Linked DNA regions of Mus musculus: all the other regions are linked to region 3. A link is a contact called in public promoter capture Hi-C data. All regions are on one chromosome and are shown on one strand. The core of a region is the stretch at or near the end of the contact, and the rest is flanking DNA. Distances in the headings are between cores, read along the strand shown.

Evidence for each region. Promoter capture Hi-C pulls out the DNA fragments that hold promoters and counts their contacts.
Region 1: a promoter capture Hi-C map of embryonic stem cells shows a contact between it and region 3, with 19 read pairs. The contact joins the promoter of Nradd here to the promoter of Prss50 in region 3. A contact is called at or near these places in 13 of 39 promoter capture datasets (the 3T3-L1 cell line, 3T3-L1-derived adipocytes, the C10 cell line and 8 more), 23 of 484 Hi-C or Micro-C datasets (the 63-12 cell line, B cells, CD8 T cells and 16 more), 1 of 115 datasets of contacts at active chromatin or transcription factors (double positive thymocytes) and 5 of 9 other capture datasets (adipose tissue, embryonic stem cells, liver and 2 more).
Region 2: a promoter capture Hi-C map of embryonic stem cells shows a contact between it and region 3, with 16 read pairs. The contact joins the enhancer-like site here to the promoter of Prss50 in region 3. A contact is called at or near these places in 6 of 39 promoter capture datasets (cranial neural crest, embryonic stem cells, frontonasal cranial neural crest and 2 more) and 2 of 9 other capture datasets (adipose tissue and liver).

Annotation. Positions count from the first base shown.
Region 1 is chr9:110,623,038-110,625,737 of GRCm38.p6, forward strand. Nradd (neurotrophin receptor associated death domain) reads right to left here and starts at 1,356. Exons shown (of 5, transcript NM_026012.2): 1 at 1,278-1,356; 2 at 50-198. The coding sequence starts at 86. It overlaps Nbeal2 (neurobeachin-like 2), which reads right to left. Exons shown (of 54, transcript NM_183276.2): 52 at 2,697-2,700; 53 at 2,292-2,427; 54 at 1,752-2,189. The coding sequence ends at 2,088.
Region 2 is chr9:110,696,165-110,698,889 of GRCm38.p6, forward strand. The region is part of intron 2 of Ccdc12 (coiled-coil domain containing 12); the gene reads left to right. Among named protein-coding and RNA genes, the nearest start is that of Gm35715, 22 kb to the left of the region's middle. Within about 2 kb of position 1,452, at least 33 of the 459 cell types and tissues checked have an H3K27ac peak or open chromatin away from gene starts, as enhancers often do. A contact at or near this core is called in embryonic stem cells, where this site is marked.
Region 3 is chr9:110,856,333-110,859,244 of GRCm38.p6, forward strand. It overlaps Prss50 (protease, serine 50), which reads left to right and starts at 1,635. Exons shown (of 5, transcript NM_146227.4): 1 at 1,635-2,127. The coding sequence starts at 1,659. It overlaps Prss46 (protease, serine 46), which reads left to right. Exons shown (of 5, transcript NM_183103.2): 5 at 1-190.

The DNA of each region.
Region 1 (2,700 bases), core at 106-2,605, 230 kb before region 3:
TACCTCCCAATCTGCCCGCTACCTAGGATCTGGGACAAGGAATGCCTACCTGAATAGACCACACCTTTGCTGACGTTATAAAGCATGGTGCTGCCAGGCGCTGCCTGCTGGGCTGTTTTTTGGTGAAGGGGAGTTGTGTAGAGAACTGAGTTGACGGAGCTTGGAGCCTGCTTCTCTTGAATCTCAGAAGGAGGAACTCTGCAGAAATATGAAGAAATCCTCAGATCTGCTGTCAGGAGTCCCTGGGGGCAGCGTGTGTGTCCATCCTGATTCACACCAGGGCTGGAACAGTTTCTCCTGTGTCAAATAGGTGGAGGTAACAACTGGCTCCTGCTAGCCAAAGCTGGTGGCATGGGGTACAGCTCAGGATAGAAATCACCCGATCTCAAAGACCTTCCCAAGTACCTGGGCTGAGTCTGGGGATGTTAAAAGGAGGGTAAAGATACATGGACTGTGACCCTATCTCAGGCTGAAACATCCCTAGGAACTGGTGATCATACACATCTGCCAAAACCCAGCATCCCAAGGTCCCCAAGGCAAGCCCGCTTACACTGCCTAATGCTCCCTCTGTCCCCTCCAGGGCCAGTGGCCAGCCCTTTCCTGGGCAGGGACTAAGTGAACTGATACCTTAATGGTTCAGCAAACTCATAGACCATACAGATCTCAGAGGGCCTGAAATGGAAGAACAGGGCCAACTCAGACCAAGGACCCACCTGGACCCTAGAGTACTAAATCTGCTGAGACCACTCCCTGCAGTCTACGGAGGAGGAGAGGCTCCAGATCTGAAGGAGGAGAGAGATCTGGCTTGGATAAGTAAGAGATTAAAAGAGGCCCTTCAAGTCCCCAACGGCTACTGCTGCATAGCCAATGGCTCTAACACGTGGTGTGTCTATAGTAGGGCTATCAGCAGTTCGGTGCTGTAGTCAGGTAAACCTCTGATGTGGGTGGCCCCTTTATGGACTTTGTATCTTTGTGTCGCCACATTGGGAGTTGGGGGCTTCTGGGATCCTTGGTGGGTGGGCCTGTAAACCAGTAGCAGCAGACAGGCCTTGGAATCTGCCCCACCCATCCTGAGCAGCCGGAGTGGAACTTCTTCAGGGCTCCCCACCCATCTCCAAGCCCAAAATGGGAAGAAACAATTCAACAGCCCCTGCAGGCCCATACACACCCCAACACAGACGCTGGTACCCACAGGATCAGAGCACTAAAGGCGGGAGACAGAGAAAGTTCTGGCCCCTTCCACCTAGCAAGAGCCCGGCTAGTCATTCCCTCCTAACCTTCTGCGGCCACCCCTCCGAGGGTGCCAGGATCCACTCAGCTAGGAAGACGACGGGAGTCCCTGGAGAGGGCAGGTTCCGGTCTGCCCAAGAGTGAGCCAAGGCAAGGGGCGGGCCAGTGGGGGGGTGGTGTTGAAGAGGGGAGCAGGACAATGAAGAGGCGGGGCCGAGCTCGAGGGCGCGGTCCCGCCCCCGCCCCACGCCGGAGCACGCAGAAGCACTCGGAGTTCACAGAAGCCGACACCAGCGTGCCTGGCAGAGCAGGCCACTGGCATGCAAATGCCATGCAATGGACCGCGAGAGCTGAGAACCAGGAGTCAGGAAACGTCTGGCAAAGCCAGAGGCGCCTCCGCTGGCTACACCGAGGCCAGCCTGGCCAGGAAGAAGCATGCCAGGCCAGACAGGGTAACAGAGGCTAAGACTGGGGGCCACAGGAGGCCAAGGACGGCGGCACATGTGTACTCAAGAAACCGAAAGATTACAAAACTAGGCCACGTTTATTGCTGAGAATGGGCAGCGATAGTCACCTTTGAGGATTAAGGCCACAGGTGGTCTTTGTGCTTTCACTGGGACGTGGGATTTGAAAGTAGGGATTCCCTCCCACCCCAGATTGTGCAAAATATGCAGCAGCGGCCTCAGAGGCCGACGCTAGGTCTCCCCTCAGCCGGCGAGGGGCGGGACTTCCTGGTGATGCCATCTACCAATCCCTGAGCTGGAGGGTGGGCCCCGCCCACCCCCTGGTGCAGTAGTCTCCTGGGCAGAGAATCAGGCTCGGGCCGGGTCTGATGTCTGAGCGCCTAGACTCTAGGTTCAGCGAGCCTCGCCAGGATTGTATTCAGTCTCCCCAGAGGACACCTGGGAGATTCGCCGCGAGGAGCGCCACAGCCTCCGCGCGAACTGGCTGCTGCGTACCTAGCGGGAGTAGGGATGGGATGAGATGCGGTGAGCCCTGGCAGCCGCACCCCACAACCCGCCACCCTCCTGCCCGGCCGGCCAAGCTGCCCTCTTCCTCACCTCAGAAGGCTGCCCAGCGCCCACAACGATCAATTTGCCATCTTCCAGGCCCACCAGCACATGACTGCGCTCCTTGGTCACAGACACACTGTGGACCGGCACTTTCATGGGCAGGGGAGGCACGGCGGGCCGCAATCTGGAGCAGGGAAGTAGGTGTACACTGAGTCACAACTGCAAGGAAGCCAGCTAACAGACACCTTTTCGTGCATCTACTTTGTCTTCATTTGAAGTCTGGCTAAGCTGAATTCCTGGCTTATAGAACTCCCACAACTGTGTAGCTAAGGGAGGGCCAGGGCAAGAATCCCCATGAGTAACACATGCTAGTGAGTGGGTAGTATGCACTCTCTATTACCCTGTGCCAACAGCTTCCACCTAGAGGGGCCAGGAACTAAGAGCGGGGCTCACTTGT
Region 2 (2,725 bases), core at 202-2,701, 160 kb before region 3:
ATGCTGGATGTAGTGACTCACCTGGCATCCCAGCACTAGTAAGGCTGAGGCAGGAGGATTGCTGCGAGTTTGAGCCCACCTACAGTTTGAGACTCCAAACTCTCCTCTGCCCTTACTCCTTCTAACAACCAGCTTGTTGATGTCAACTGAAGAGAAAGAAACCTGCTGGCATTTTGATTAGAATTTTATTGAGTGTATGGATAAGAAATGCTTTTTATTTCTCTCCTGGGATAAGTCTTGTCACGTTCCCCACAGACAAACCTGTGTCAGAAAGGGGGAGCCCTAGTGCTGGCAGACTTGTGTTTGTTGGAAGGAAAGACACCTATGGCCCCCAGAAGTCAGCTGTTTTTGCTTCCCAAAGGCAAGCCCTGTCTGCTAAGTGCCTGGAGGCTCTGCCCTGTAGAGGGCCCATTGGGTTGGAACTGGGAAGCAGGTGAAGGGAGGCAGCTTCACACCATACCTGACATGGGAGTGTACCATGCTAAGTGCCTGACCAAGCAGGTCGCAAACAGGTTCCTTGCAGCTTTGGGTCTTGGTGTTTGTTGGACGTGATGCTAGGACTTAAGCCCATGGCATTGCACGCACCACGTTGAGCTATATCTTTGTGTCCAGGTTCCTAGATCCAACAGACCTCCGTGGGTTTTCCCTGGAGTGAGTGTCCCATACTGTGAAAGACAATAGGCCACTGGCCTGCCTTCTTAGGGAATGGAAAGGTTGTTCTCCAGCTCCATGTGTGTATGTGACCCTCCTGAAGACAGTGGTCCCACCCTGCTGAGAGCCAACCCCAGGCCAGGTGCCAAAATCCTTTAGTCTGGCAAGCACCAGGCTTCTCTCTGGATTGGGCCCCAGGGTCCTTGTACCAAGGCATGTCACAGGTTAAACACGTTACCCCATTTTCTTGGTGACCAGAAGGCCACGCCCACCTTCCAGCTTCAGGTGTCCCTGTCACCAGCCAGTGGGTTGGCTGAGGCTCCCTTCTCTCACCAAAGCTACAGAATGGGAACATAGAATCCAGCACCCCTTTCCAGACTCATAATTCTCAGGAGCAGGCTGGGGATTGAGAAGAACAAATTTTAAAAGGGCTGGCTTAAGACCAGCGTGAGTCTGACTGCCCTTGTGAGCTGCAGTGGGCATGTCCCCACTGGGTAGGAAGAGAGTGGGAACATCGCTGGGGCCTTCCCTTTCTGTGTGGGAATCTGTGTTGTATCTTCTGTGTCATGCTCTTCCGTGCTTTCAGAGTCCCTTGCTGAAGTCTTCTGGCCGCTCTGGGCTGGGTGTGGTGTATAGGTTGGGTAACCACAGGCAGGTGAAGTCACTTGTCTAAAATCTCCCAGCTGAAAGCGAGTAGAGCTGACTGGGCCCCTCCCTGCATCCCATCTGATGCGCAGGGTGGGACAGTGAGCTCATGCAGCCTTCTGTGTCACCAAAGAGAAATTGAAGCTGTCCCTGCCCTCTGCCTGCTCCCCAGACCCAACAAAGCCTGCCCCGCCTTCTTAGCCTTCTGTGCTACTCCACAGGGGATGGAATCCTGGCCTCTGTCCCACATCCTCTTGGCAGGTCAAGGGTGGGCTAAAGGATGCAACAGCCCTATGAAGAATCAGTCAGGCATTTGCAGGCCAGGGCAGCCTGGTGGTGTGAACACTTCCACCTACAGTGTTCTGTAGAGTTATGGTTGGGCCCAGGGGGAGGAACATTGGACTTTACAGGCCTCTCCCTGTATCCCTGTTACCTGAACTTTTTCAGGGAAGACCTGAGCAAACCAGATAGGGCACCAATGACAGCAAAGAACAGGTCCAGCCTGGGAACCAGCCAGTGTGTTGGACTGACTTATATAAGAATGTAGGAGAGATTACTTACAGGAGCCCAGGCAACCCCAAAACAGTCACATCACTGACTAGGCCCACCCCAGCATGAGCAGGGGTTCAGGAAGTAGTGTCTGGAATCTCAGGTGACAGAACGATGACCTCCCTGGCACTAATTTTATGAGGACCATCAGCAGGCACTGTCGGAAGGGTCATCACAGCTGCTCTGGTTAAGACAGTGATGGCTGTTAGCAGAGGACAGCAGGACAGCACATCCACCGTAGATTCCAGCATCTGGGCTTCAGTAGCCTTTGTGCAGGTTCTCCTCTGTCAGCCCCCTGGGAGCTGATGTAAACCTTATTTCTCTTAAATTTAAGTAAGTGTACACACTTCACACACACACACACACACACGAGAGCACACGCTTTTAGTTTTTTTGTTTTGTTTTTATTTTTTGAGACAGAGTTTCTCTGTATAGCCCTGGCTGTCCTGGAACTCACTCTGTAGACCAGGCTGGCCTCGAACTCAGAAATCCACCTGCCTCTGCCTCCCAAGTGCTGGGATTAAAGGCGTGTGCCACCACTGCCCGGCTTGGTTTTTTTGAGATAGAGTCTCACTGTGTAGCCCTGGCTGGTCCTTGCTGTGTAATCTCAGTGACATCAGACTCTAAGAGCCCTCTTGTGTGAGATTATTAGTTGTGCGCCACCACATCTGGATTTAAGTTTAAATTGCTGCTTAAGTATATATACAGCTTTTTTTTTTTTTCAGTTGTAGGAAGTTTAGAAAGTTCAGATTAATGGGCAGTTTAGCAAGCCTGTGGATTAAAAAGGGCTGAGGATTTGGTCCAGCAAGCCTTCCACAGCCAGCCATAGGCTTTTCCCAGCACAGGGCTGATAAACACACTCGTGCAGAGCCTGTTGTTT
Region 3 (2,912 bases), core at 385-2,884:
GAGGCTGAACAGGACTTCAGGACAGAGGGACTTGGGGAAGGGTCCTTGACCCACTGTGGGTTTTGTTCCCCAGTTGTTCAATGAAGATGCTCTTGAACCTTTTTGAGCCATCTGAAGTTACCATGTTCTTGACTTTGACCAAAACCCTTTAGAGCACCTCCCTCATAAAACTTGACTGTTTCTCAAGCTGTGCCTTCTCTGATATTCTTACTCCACGTCTGTCAGAGGTGCGTTGTGCGATCCTGGAGGTTGTTCCCTTGTTTCCCTTAGAATTTCCTCTTTTTTTTTTTTTTTTTAAAAATTACATTTATGTGCGTGCATGGGGGCAAGAGTGGCAGATTTCCCCTAGAGCTGGAGTAGCAAGTGGTTATGGGCCATCAGGTGTGGCTCCTGGGAATCAAACTCAGGTCTTCTGAAAGAGCAGCACACACTTTTAACCACTGGTACAGCTATCCAGCCTGTAGCTTTCACTCTTGCTGACTGGGACTTGAAGTCCCTGCTCTGTGAACCTAGCAGTTCAGTGGCTCCCATATTCCCAAGGCCCCCTCCCTGTGTCTTCCTGTAAGAACTAACTTCCTTCTAGGAGACTTCCTAAGGTCAGATGAGAGACTTGACTCTACCATCTGTGTTCTGCTGCCTTCATGTCTCTGCCAACCCCTAACTTTCCCCTGAGGGGGGGGGGGGTTCCTGATCCCAGCCAGTTCCTCCTCTGTTGCTGGCAGGGGTGAGTGATGTAGGTCCCTGCTTGGAGATTGTGAAGTGACTGTATCCGGGCCTCCTGGTGTGCTTCAGTGACTCCATCAGTGACCTCGGGTCTGCTGGCTAAGAGCGACAGTTCCCCTTCCTCCACCAGGAAGCAGAAATGTGGCAGCAGTGATTGCTTTTGTTCTCCCAGATAGGAACATGAAATCGTCTGCTCAGGTGTCTCTCCCAAGAACCAAGACCTTGATAAGAACAGACTTTGTCTCTTAAGCTAAAAATATACAATTCCTTGCACCAAGGCTCCCAGGAGTTGAGTACATTACTTTTTAAATGTTATTAACTATGTTGCTGAGTCATTAACATGTTCCTCAAAAGCCCAAACATAGTGAACTCCTATTCTCACCGTTGACCGATGGACACTGCACTTCTCCCTTATGGCTCCCACTGCGAGTAAGTGGCTCTAGAGAGCACATTGCTTCAAATATTTCAGCCTTTAAAAATTGTCATTGAAGCCAAGCTTGGCGACTCATACCTATTTCCCAGCACTTGGGAGGCCAAGGTAGAATTGCTGTGAGTTCGAGACCAGCCTAACGAACACATTACTTTGCTTCATCAGTGCCCTGAGACAACGGCCTGCGCTGTTAGCATTCAAGGAGGAAGGCATGGATGCCGGCAGAGGAGGGTAGGGGTATCGACACGTCGGGGATGGCCTTCCTCTCGCTGCTGCGGCTGCTGGTGGAGAAAGCACGGAAGCTTAGAAATTAGCTGAGGCGAGGCATAGGGACCCAGAGAAAGGGCCCAGGAGTCTGAGGAAAGACACAAGGCAGACACTCCTTGCGCGCCTTTAGCGGGAGCGCCCCAGCGAATGGCATCTAGGGGGCGCCACGCAGGCTGGGCACCAGCGCACCATGAGGCGCCCGATGGAGGGCGCCATTGTGGAGGAACCTAGCGGCGCAATGGAGCCCTGGTGCGGGGCAGAGGTCCGTGGGCAGGGCCCTCAGGGTCCCCGTGTGCCTGGGGCTTCCCGCTCCCGCTCCCGCGCCCTTCTCCTGCTGTTGCTGCTGCTGCTGCTGCTCCTGCCTCGGCGGCCGGCAGGTGAGCGCATCCGCCCCCGACGCCCTCCCCGGCACGCCCACCCGCGGCCACCTCTGACTCGCTGGAGACCTTCCACAGGCTACTTGGCCGCAGGAGCATCCCCGGGGACGCTGTCCACCACCGTCCCGACCGGACCCGGGGTCTCCTGTGGCTCCAGAGGCATCTGTCCCTCAGGCAGGCTTCGCCTTCCTCGGCAAGCCCAGACTAACCAGACCACGACGGCTCCACCGAACTCACAGACCATGGCTCCACTGAAAACGGTGGGGACTCTCGGCATGATGGACACTACTGGGTCCGTTCTTAAGACGGTTCATTCCAGCAACCTCCCCTGTGAGTACTGGGCAGGGGAGGTCAGGGAATTCTGACGGATTTTTTGATCTCTAGGGTCAAAGGGTCGAGGTATCAAGGACCCAAAGGAAGAGTAGATAGAAGGAAAAGCAGAAGGGAACGTCCCTGTACAAGTGTTTATTGAGCATGTGGGGTGGGCCAGGCCTTGGGCCTGCCTTCAGGGTCCTTTGCTTATGGGCCTTCCATCCTGGTGATGGGGGCAGGCTGAGGAAAGTCAAAGCTCGTGCTGGAAATGCTGAGTTTGGGGGTGCTGTCGGGGTACTCAGAGCTGGCTGCTGGCCAGATGCCTCTCTGGCCACTGCAGGTCCTCCTTTGATCTAGCTTGCCCCTGTCTCAGGTTTCCATCCGGGAACCCACAGTGTAACTCCAAGAGGCCTGTGTGAGACTTCTTGTGGGGTCTGCAGAGCACACCTGGTGTTTTAATTTTCTTGCTGTTTGGTGTGATAGAGCCACTTGGGGGTGGGGACTTTATTTTCCTTAAGTTTCCAGGTCACAGTCCATCACTGAGGAAAGCCAGGGTGAGAACCTGGAGCAGAAACTATGGAGGAGGGCTGCTTGCTGTCACACTCACTCACGGGACCGTGCTTAGCTTGATTTCTCATATAGCCCAGGCCCACCTGCCTAGGGATAGTGCCACTCCACAGAGGGCTGTGCCATCCAGCATAATTAATAATCAAGACAACCCTCACCCCGCCCCCAACGAATTACCCATAGGCCAATCTCATTTAGACAATTTATCAGTGTAGGCTTTTCTTTCCCATGTGTCA